2 separate regions of the Rattus norvegicus genome follow, and region 2 is linked to region 1. A link is a contact called in public Hi-C data. All regions are on one chromosome and are shown on one strand. Each heading gives the region's core, a stretch centred on a gene start, on an enhancer-like site or on the middle of the called end of the contact. The rest is flanking DNA. Distances are from core to core; before and after follow the strand shown. Region 1 overlaps Foxk1 (forkhead box K1). Region 2 overlaps LOC120095892 (a long non-coding RNA gene).

What was found. Hi-C and Micro-C count contacts between places; a contact is called where the count stands out from the background.
Region 2: a contact with region 1 is called in a Hi-C map of prefrontal cortex, with 6 times the contacts expected there. The contact joins two enhancer-like sites. A contact is called at or near these places in 12 of 12 Hi-C or Micro-C datasets (the A7r5 cell line, the Rat2 cell line, Schwann cells and 7 more) and 1 of 1 datasets of contacts at active chromatin or transcription factors (oligodendrocytes).

The regions. Positions count from the first base shown.
Region 1 is chr12:17,236,624-17,241,637 of GRCr8, reverse strand. Foxk1 (forkhead box K1) reads left to right here. Exons shown (of 9, transcript NM_001037219.2): 3 at 3,051-3,207; 4 at 4,594-4,740. Among named protein-coding and RNA genes, the nearest start is that of Ap5z1, 17 kb to the right of the region's middle. Within about 2 kb of position 2,752, at least 21 of the 93 cell types and tissues checked have an H3K27ac peak or open chromatin away from gene starts, as enhancers often do. A contact at or near this core is called in prefrontal cortex, where this site is marked.
Region 2 is chr12:17,320,533-17,325,546 of GRCr8, reverse strand. It overlaps LOC120095892 (a long non-coding RNA gene), which reads right to left. Exons shown (of 8, transcript XR_010056723.1): 8 at 3,424-4,816. Among named protein-coding and RNA genes, the nearest start is that of Foxk1, 34 kb to the right of the region's middle. Within about 2 kb of position 2,051, at least 82 of the 93 cell types and tissues checked have an H3K27ac peak or open chromatin away from gene starts, as enhancers often do. A contact at or near this core is called in prefrontal cortex, where this site is marked.

The DNA.
Region 1 (5,014 bases), core at 1,503-4,002:
CTGCCTCAGGCGCAGCTCTCTCCTGGTAGCCTGCTTGCAAGGATGGTTCAGTGGGGTGTATTGAGAAAACATGCTGTTCTGAGGTCAGGAAAAGAGTGATCAGAAGCACATCTGCCCTGCAGAAGCTGCTGGGAAACTGTCATTACAGACGGGGGCACTCACCACATATCCCAGCAGTGAGTACACAGGGATCACTCACTGGTGGGAGCCAGGCTCAATCAGCTAAGGTTGCCTTCTGGGGGGTGGCAGAGAAGTATTGGGGGACATAAATGCATACTGTGATAGCCCAGAGTCTCACATGCTAGGGAAACACTGTGCCACTGGCCAGAGCCCAGCCCCTCACTTCTAGATAAGTGCTCTGCCACTGAACTATATTCTCAGACTCTTTTTTTTTTTTTTTTTTGAGGGGGAGGACGGGGGTCAGTAGGAATAGGACCAGGACGGGACTGAGTCTCACTCAGTCTCCCAGGCTGAACTTGAAGCCATTTCTTATCTCAGACCAACCTTGAGCTATAATCCTCCTGCCTCAGCTTCCCTAGTAGCTGGGACGACAGGCCTACAACCATCAGGTCTGTCTTGACTTTTCCTGTCTCTAAGGTGGGCTTTTGCCACACCCTGTGTGCCTCTTCCCCTAAACCCATCCTGTGGACCATGAAGACCTTGACTCTGGAATTTGCTCTTGGAAGTAAAGGTGTACAGGACACTTCCTTGGGAGAAAATGACACAGCCTTGTTCTCTGTGCCCTTAGAACAGGCAGGGAGACTGCATAGACCCAGGATTGATGCTCCACCATCTCCTTGGCTTCGCACAAGGACAAGCTTCCCCTCCCAACCTCCCGACCTCCACCCATGTTGGATGGCCATGGCCTGTCACTAGGAGCTGTGTTCCCTAGGGACTTCTCAGTCTTATGGATGTTTCTTGTCACTGGGGTAAACTCTGAGGTCATTAATGGGCCCAGGTCCACCATGCCATGCCTGGTGCAGGGCGGCACTGCTTGGTGGCTCTTCAGTGATGAGCTCTCACCCTGATGCCACATTTCTCTTGACCATGCTTTGTTCCAAGTCTGGTTTTGAAACCTGGCTCCTAAAAAATCTCCATTTGGTTGTTTTTGTTTTTTTGTTTGTTTGTTTGTTTGTTTGTTTGTTTTTTCTATTCTTTTTTTTTGGAGCTGGGGACCGAACCCAGGGCCTTGCGGTTGCTAGGCAAGCGCTCTACCACTGAGCCAAATCCCCAAACCCCATTTGGTTGGTTTTAAGCTAGGTTCTTACCCTTATGTTCAGGCTGGTCTTGAACTCACAGAGCTCTGCCTGCTTCTGCCTCCTGATTGCTGACATTAAAGGAGTACTATGCACAGAGAAACCTGATTTTTGAGTGTGTGGATGTTGGAGTAAAATCCCCTCAGCTTCCCCACCTTGTGCTTGGGTGTATATTTTCAATTCAGAATTAAATTCGGACTAGTGTGGTGTGCATGCCTGGGCATCCCCACATGTGGCCACAGTAGACATCCCAGTCCATCCTAGACCTCACTGGGATCTTGTCTCAAGGAAAAGAGAGAATTAGATGCAAGCCAGGCGTGTGACCCATGCCTATCATATTTCTAGTGCTCAGAAGAGTGAGGCAGAAGGATGGTGAGTTTGAGACCAGCCTGAGCTATATATCAAGACCCCCTTTAATTAAAAAGAAAGAGAACAGCAGAGAAAGTTTTTGTTTCCCTCCTCTCAGGGCCTCTCCTAGCCTGGTGCGGGGAGGAAGCCAGCAGGCCACCGGAAGAGCTGTGCAAGCACAGAAATGACCAGATGCCTGAGGTGCTCAGAAGGAGAGAATATGAAACCTTAAACTAGAGACTTTAGGATTCTGTGCAGTGTGCACCCCTCCTTCCTACAGAAGGGTCGTGACCCCAGGAGGAATTCATCCTCCCATCATGCCTCAGGGAGCTTTTGCTGTCCCTTGCTCTGTCCTGAGCAGCTCTCAGAAAGAGGTAATCAAGCCAGCAGCCACTCACAGGGTCACATCCCAGGCCTGAGGCACACTGTGCAGGCATCCCTGAGGAGAGGCAGAGGGTAGCCATGCCAGAGAGTGTGACCTGACACTTGTCATTTGCAGCCATGGGTGTTGGCGGAATGATGTGACAGGTTTTCTGCAGTGAGGGCAGGGGCAGGGGGCAGGGGGCAGGACAGTGACGGGACCCCCATCCTCTCCAGAGTTTGATTACTTTTCCCTGTTTAAAGGGTTTTATTTTTAACCTTACATTACATTATTTTTATTTGGTGGTGGTGGTGGTGGTATCTGTCTGTCTGTCTGTCTGTCTGTCTGTCTGTCTGTCTGTGCCACAGTATATACATAGAGGTCGGAGGACAACCCATGGGAGTCAGTCTTCCACCATGTGGATCCCTGGGGTTGGACTCAGGTGGTTTCTTTGGCAGCAAGCCTCTCCACATGCTGCGCCATCTCACAGGCCTGCTAGAACCTCTCTTCGTCAGTTAGCTCGCTGATCAGCCATCCAGCCCAACCCTGGGTTCCGGGCGGTGCTGGCCGTATCTTCTGCACAGCCCACAGCTATGCTGCCATTACCAGTGGCAGGTCACGGTGGAGGAGCTGATGGCCTGTGGCAGAGAATTCTATGTGCCTCCTTTTCTGCCAGCCAGCAGAACCCACCTCACCACCACCACCCCTTCACCTCCACAGCATGTTTTAAGTTCCCTTGTGTGGCCTTACTAGCCATCCAGCCTGTTCTTAGGGCGCCCTCTTGTGGTTACTTTCTCACTAGCCATCCTTTTACGGCTTGGAGCAGCTTGGGTTTGCTTATTGGATCCTCTTGGCCTGTGGACTCGGCTTTGGCCTTGGCCTCAGGGGAGTAAAGCACGTCTGTCCCCTCTTGGGTTCTTTGGTTGTATTTCTCCAGTTTCTGAAGCTGGTTGCCCAGTGATGTGGCCAGTAGGGGAGAAATAACACCCTCCATCCATCATCCATAGTGATTCGGAGACAGTGTCCCCACCCAAAGTCCTTCTTCCCAGGGTCACAGACTGACTGTGTTTTTTTCTTCTCTTTAGTGTCCCCAACTCCTGTCCAGCAAGTCCTCGAGGGGCTGGGTCGTCCAGTTACCGCTTCGTCCAGAATGTGACCTCTGACCTTCAGCTGGCCGCAGAGTTCGCCGCGAAGGCAGCCTCCGAGCAGCAGGCAGACACGTCTGGTGGGGACAGCCCCAAGGTCTGAACCCCAGACACGCTGTTAGGGGTCCTGAGGGTGGCTCATCTGGGGCACTCAAAGTTGGAGCACATGGCTGTGTTGAAGGACCGTTCTACTCACGTCAGTTCTCAAACGTGAGCTTTGCCACTGTAGCGAACCAGAATCCTGTCCCCCACCCAGGTCCTCCTTGTTCCGTCCACTACTAGTGAGACATTTTCAGAGTTTAATAGCAGCCTTTAAAATGACACGTTTGTCTTTCTTTTGTACCTACCCTCTTTACGTTTTTCCAGACAGGTTTCTCTGTGTTATTCTGGCTGTTCCAGCCCTTGCTCTGTAGTCCAGGCTGGCCTCGAACTCACTGAACCTCTGCCTCCCAGATGCAGAGATTAAAAGGCTGCGCCACCACCACCTGCCCCACTCACTGCCCTCTTTTGATGGCGCTGGGAATCGAACCCAGGAGTGATTCTTCAGCGCGCTATGCCGCCAACCCTTTTTGCTTTTTATTTTGGGGCAGAGTCTGACTAAGCAGCCCCGGCAGGTTTTGAACTTGGCTGTCCTGCCTCCACCTCCTTCATAGTTACAGTGACCAGCCTGTGCCACCAGACCAGCCACATTTTCTTTAACTGTGTGTCTCTGTTCCTTTCCATCTGGTGGCTGGCAGTGTGCTGGGGAGTAAGAAACTTGAGAATTCAGTGACTCAGACCTGTTCTCTCTCCCGAGAGGTGGGGCTCGGGATCTTCTGTTCCTTTGCCTCCTCTATGTGTCTGTTTATATACAGTCACACATGTGCAGCTGTGCTGGCCCACACTGCGTCTTTCTCAACTCTTTTCCACCTTATCTTTTCAGGCAGGGTCTCACTGAACCTGGCGCTCACTAGGCAGGGTGGCCAGTGAGTCACGGGGATTACAGTGTGTGACATCACGTCTTTCTGTTTTCACAAGTGCTGGGATCCGAACTCGGGTCTCACGCTGGCATGGCAGGATCTCTGTACACTCAGCCATTCCCCAGGCCCTCGGTTTGTGTTTTGTTTTCCTTGTTTTGAGAGACCCCTGTAGCTGAGGCCGGCCTGACACTCAGAAGTGAGGGAGTACAGCCGTGTGTCACATGGTGTCCGGGCACTATTCTGAATTCCTTTTGTTGTTGTTTGGGGTTTTTGAGACAAGGCCTCAACCATAGCACAGGCTAACCTCAAAATCCAGGTCCCCCTGCCTCAGCCTTCCAATAGCTGGGAACAGGTGCAGTCAGCCATCGTTCGTTGTTCAACAAGCACACTGGTGGGTGAGGCAGGCAAGCTTCCAGGGTGACTCAATGCAGCCACTTTGGTCTGCGTTAGGAGTGGGTGGCCTGGGTGCGGAGAGTCTGTCCTGCTCCCCCATCGCTCTGTCTTATGTGAACTCTACCTTCCAGGACGAGTCGAAGCCACCGTACTCCTATGCACAGCTGATCGTGCAAGCCATCTCCTCGGCCCAGGACAGGCAGCTAACACTAAGTGGCATCTACGCCCACATCACCAAACATTACCCTTACTACAGGACTGCCGACAAGGGCTGGCAGGTGAGGCCCCGGGAGCCTGGGCAGACTCAGTGCTTCACATTTACCCACAGTCAGGAGAAACCTGGGACTTTATGCAGGTGATGTGCAGTATCAGGGCACTTCTGTGTGCGCCAGAGCCATTACAGAGCTGTCTTCATTTTATTTCTGTAAAAGAGTCTCATGGAGCCCAGGCTTGCCTCAAACCTCTTTTCTTTTCCTTTTTTTTTTTTTTTTTTTTTCCGGAGCTGGGGACCGAACCCAGGGCCTTGCACTTGCTAGGCAAGCGCTCTACCAC
Region 2 (5,014 bases), core at 802-3,301, 85 kb before region 1:
GTGCCCTTCCACTTGACCTTCTTCCTGGGCCTCAAGACTCGCCAGGTGATCGCAGCCCTGCAGCTTTGTATACTGGTTGTTTTCTCTCTCCATGGTAACCCCAAGGGAAAACTCCAGCCCTCCCTCAACTACCTCCTTATGACACATGAACACTGGTGTCAGCGCAAAGGAACAGGTTCTGCAAATTCTTTACTATCTCCTGGATCTAGGTTAAATCACAGGCTGGTGAGACTCTCAACAGGTAGGGACTCTGACGACCCAAGTTCAATGCCTGGGATCTACTTGGTGGGAGGGGAGAACTGACTTGTCTGAGTTTTCCTCTGACCTCTACTCCTGCATTGTGATACATATGTCCCCATACACACACACACACACACACACACACACACACACACACACACTTATAGGAAGTAGAATGGTAGGTACCAAGGACTAGAGAAAGAAATATTTAATATTTAATGGAGACAGAATACCTTCTCAGGAAGGCATACACACACAAAATGAATAAAACCTTAATTGAAACCATCCTTTCTTCCAACAGTTGCCACTTGACATTTTACTGTCTTCATCAACAATGCCCTCAACTAGAGTAGAAAGTCCATGCGGGGCAGACTCCTTACCTGTGTGGGTCATCTGCCTCCCTGTATGACACCTAGTATTTGGTAACTAGGGACACAGGTTTATAAAATGGACACATACCAGAGAAAACGGAGAAGAGTGGTTGTCACTTCAGGCTAGTGTTGGGGATGTATGAGACTAATCTAATAGGGGCTGAAACCGGGTGCTGGTTAGGGCTGGAGGAAGTCACAAAGTGTCAGACACTGTCAGTCACTTAGCACACAGAAAGAATGCATACTGTCCTTTTCCCAGTGCACAAGACCTGACTTGACCTATGAAATCCATGCAAGACACTTCACAATGTCTTTCTTTTGCTATAGTCCAATCTAGCCTTTAACTTATGACCCTTCTGCTTCCATTTCCCCAAAAGCTGGGAAATGCACTGCCTGCTTTATGCAGTCTTGGGGTGCATACTAAGGAAGCCCTGTGTCCACTAAGCCACCTTAGCCGTTTCTGAGCAGAGTCTTGTGGCAGAAAGCACATTCACACTGTTCAGCCAACACCAACACCCATTCCCAGAACTCCTAACTTCCGAAGAAGGTACCCCGCAGGTGTTAAACACTTTCATTTTCTCCTCCCTAATCCCTGCGGTCTCTTTTCTACTTTCTATGACTTTTTTACTATTCCAGGAACCTCATATAAGCAGGCTCTCGCAGGATATGGCTGGTCTCGTCATCCTGCCTCAGCATCCGGAGCTGCTGAGATTACAGTTGTGTGCCACTTTTTTTTTTTTTTTTTTGCACAACGTCCTCAAGGCTCATCGTACGGTGTTAATTCCCTCCCACCTCTGAAATAAAACACATGCAACATAGCGTCGTTCCTCGTGCTGTACTACTGATCGGATTCTTCAGGGTTCTCGGCTGCAAGGTTCGCAGCGTCCACTGGAGACACTAAGGTCAAAGAAGTTAGGCAGGATCCTGGCTAATGTGCCCCATTCCCGGCCCCACTTCCCAGAAGAGTCACCGGCCCTGCGCACCGACGCACTAGGCGGAGACAGGCACCCGCGCTACCGAGCCTCTGCGCATGCGCCTATGTATCCGTCGGTGCGCATGCGCGGGGACTCCGTTCCCCTGGGTCTAAATCCAGCGATCCGCGGTTTTGCTCCCACCGGGAGTTCTGTTTATAAACACACCGCGCGACCGGCAGCGAGGGGGTAACCCTAAGTCAGTGGAGTTGGGGGTCAGAAGTCAGTGGGCAAGGGGGCGCAGACGGAGAGAACTGCTTCCGCCACCCACGCGGGCTGTGGGATGGCTGCCTGGGCGACCCTGCCACGGCCCCCGGACTGCCGGGCGCCACGTGGTGCGCACGTGGTCCCGCGCGGCGGCGCGCCCCTCCCCCACGGAATCCGCAGTGCCCCCTGGTGGTGCCGGCTGCCCTCCGCGCATGCTCGGATGGCCGCATCAGGCGTCTTCCGGTGTCCCGGCTGAGCTGCACGCCGTTGCCTGACCCACGCGGGGAGAGGAAATAGTGGGCCGCGGTCACATGTGTGGCGGCTACTGCGGGGGGCGGGGCCTCGGAGAAAGACGTACTTTGCCAGGGATGGAGGGAGGGAGGAGTGGATGGAGGAGCACGCATTCTGCGGGTTGGGGTCCCGAAGACCCAGGCAGTAGTCTGTTCCACACTTAGGACACATTCAATCATAAATGAACGGTTCAAAGAGGAAGTTATTAAAACATTACAGGCGCTTTATTATAGCACTTAGTCTTCGAGATGGTGTTTATGAGACTCGAGCTGCTGTCCAAACCCCCAATGCTGATTGTTAAATAGCCTACTGGCTAAGTTACTGCCTTCTTAAACATGCACTTAAACATATTAGAATAATATTTTAAACATTTATTAATTATTGTGGAAATCAGAAGACAACGTATTCAGGTTGGTTCTCTCCATCTACCATGTAAGACCGGTCAGCAGGCACCTTTACCCACTTGAGCCTTCTCACCGGCCCTTTGTACCATGTTCTAAATAGATTTGACATCTAAAGAAATAAGTATTCCGGCTTAAGCATTCAGCACTTGGGAGGCTGAGGCAGGAGGATCCAAAGTACAAGGTTATCTTTGGCTACCTAGCAAGAGAGGCCAACCTGTATCATGCTGTGTCTCAAAATAAAATACATTCCCAGTTGTAACTTTACGTGGCCTATCCTGAAGTATGGGCGTGTTCTGTGACATCCTTGTAACCAGAGAAGGGCCTGGTCAGTTGACCTTGATTGAGTAACATGGAGTGGGTGGGATACCCTCTCTCCCTGAGACTCAGGTCTTGGCTGACCATCCCCAAACCTTGGTGTTTGAACACAGATCTTGCTATGTAGCCTAGGCTGTCCTCTGCTTCCTGGTGAGTGGAATTAGAGGTATCTGCTGCTACACCCAGCTTCCCTTCTTCAACTCCATAGTCACCTCTGTCTCGCTTATATCACAATTGGCATGCCCTGGTGTGCTCTGATCTATAGCTTTTTCCAGGAGGGAGGTAGAGGCTCCTGAGATTCCATGGGTGAAACAGTGTCCCATGTCTGGGAAAATGGCAAGTTAGAAGGTTGTGAGAGGCCAGTCCTCAGCTTTATAGCAGCAGGAAACAGCTGCTTGGGGAGAGACTGCAACAATTTCTCAGAAGGTGGAGCTGCCTGCCTTTCTTCTCCTAGAGGGCATGAGTTTTCAGTGATGACATCAGCTTTTTGGGCATCCTGCTCCTGTAAGTGACCCCAATTAAAAGACTCATTGGTTCACTGAAAGACCCCCAAACTTGGGGAGACTCTCGCTCCAGTCACGGGTTGGGGTACCCCCAGGAAACACGAGTAGCTGGTCTTGATGTAATCAGCAAGAGGCAGTTTTATTTACGAGATCTCGGGCTGACACGTATCCCACACAGGAGACTGAGTCAAGCCCCGAGCCTCTCTAGGCAGGAGCTTATATAGGGAAAACCAGGGGTTTCGTGTGGATACACATAATTGGCTAATACAAAGGGTGCACAGTTACTTTTGGCACGGAGTTACATCAACAAAGCATACGTGTAATCTAGCATCTCAGCAATGTGGGCAGGGCAACTCATCTCACTGCAGCAGGGGGATGACCCATCCTCAGGGAGTGAAGGAAGGGGAGGGGGTGGCTCCAGATGGCCAGTGTCCTTGGGAGCTGACAGTCAGGCTGGTGAGCCCTATCTCAAATTCTCTCAGGCATGTCTGGACTTTGTTTGAGACTAACTTTTTGAAATTTAACTCTTCATCACCAGATTGATATGGCCCTTGATTTGGTCTGTTGTGGACTCCTTTTCTGAGTGCATGCACATGTGTGTGTGTATGTGTTATATCTCCCGGGGGGGGGGGGGGATCTGTCATATAACACTACAAAGTTCCTCTAATTCCACTGGGAATCAGATGATTCCACTTTGGGTCCTGAATGGGAGTGGCACCATGGCTGGCATTTTGTCATGGTTGAATCCCATGAGATCTCCCTGCACTGGCCCCAGTGTTCCACTTAATCCACAGAACGCTCTCAGCAGGCAGTGTGGACCACAGGGACACTGTGATCAATACCAAAGATATCATTCTCTTCCTGTTATGTAGGCTGGATGTCTTGGTGTCCCAAGAGTTGGCCCCAACGAAGCCTGTCTCTTGGGCTGGCACTTGCTGTTTTCTCCCTTTGTCCTCACACGGTCCCCTCTGCCTCCCAATCCTCTCCTTATATCAGGCAAATTGAATTAAGTCACTCTAGTGACATCATCTTCCCTGAGTCACTTCTATAGAGACCCTATCTCCAAATTTACTCGTATAGTAAACTGGGAGTCGGGGCTTCAGGATGCAAAATTTAAGCCAGGCTCAGTGGCACACACCAGCTACTCTGGAGGCTGAGGCAGGAAGATCACTTAAGTCCAGGAATTCCGCCAGGTATCCACATGGTAACCTCCCAGGAGCAGAGAACCACCAGATTCTTTTAAAGGAGAGATAAATGGATCAGGTTGGAACAGAGCTGATCAAACTCCCACACTGATCGGTGTGCAAATTTTGGGCTAAGGAGTTGATAAAATGCTTACCTTACAAGGTTGAGGACCTGAGTTCAATTCCCAGAGCCTTCCTTTTAAAAGCTTCCTGGTGTTGTGAATCAGGCCTATAACCCCAGAGCTAGGCAGAAGGAACAAGTAGGTCCTTAGGGCTGCCTGGCTGGTCAACCTAGCGTAATTGGCAAGTTCCAGACCGAGACAGTCTCACCTGAAAAAGTTCATGAGACATTGGTTTGTATTTCATGTGTGCTGGCTTATTTTCTTTCAGCTTGGCACTGAGCTGGAGTGTAGACTGGGCGTCGATTGAGAAAATGCCTCAGGCTGCAGGCAAGGGTTCTTAGTGATTGATGAGGGAGGGCCCAGCCCATTGTGGGTGGTGCTATCCTTCCGCTAGTGGTCCCAGATT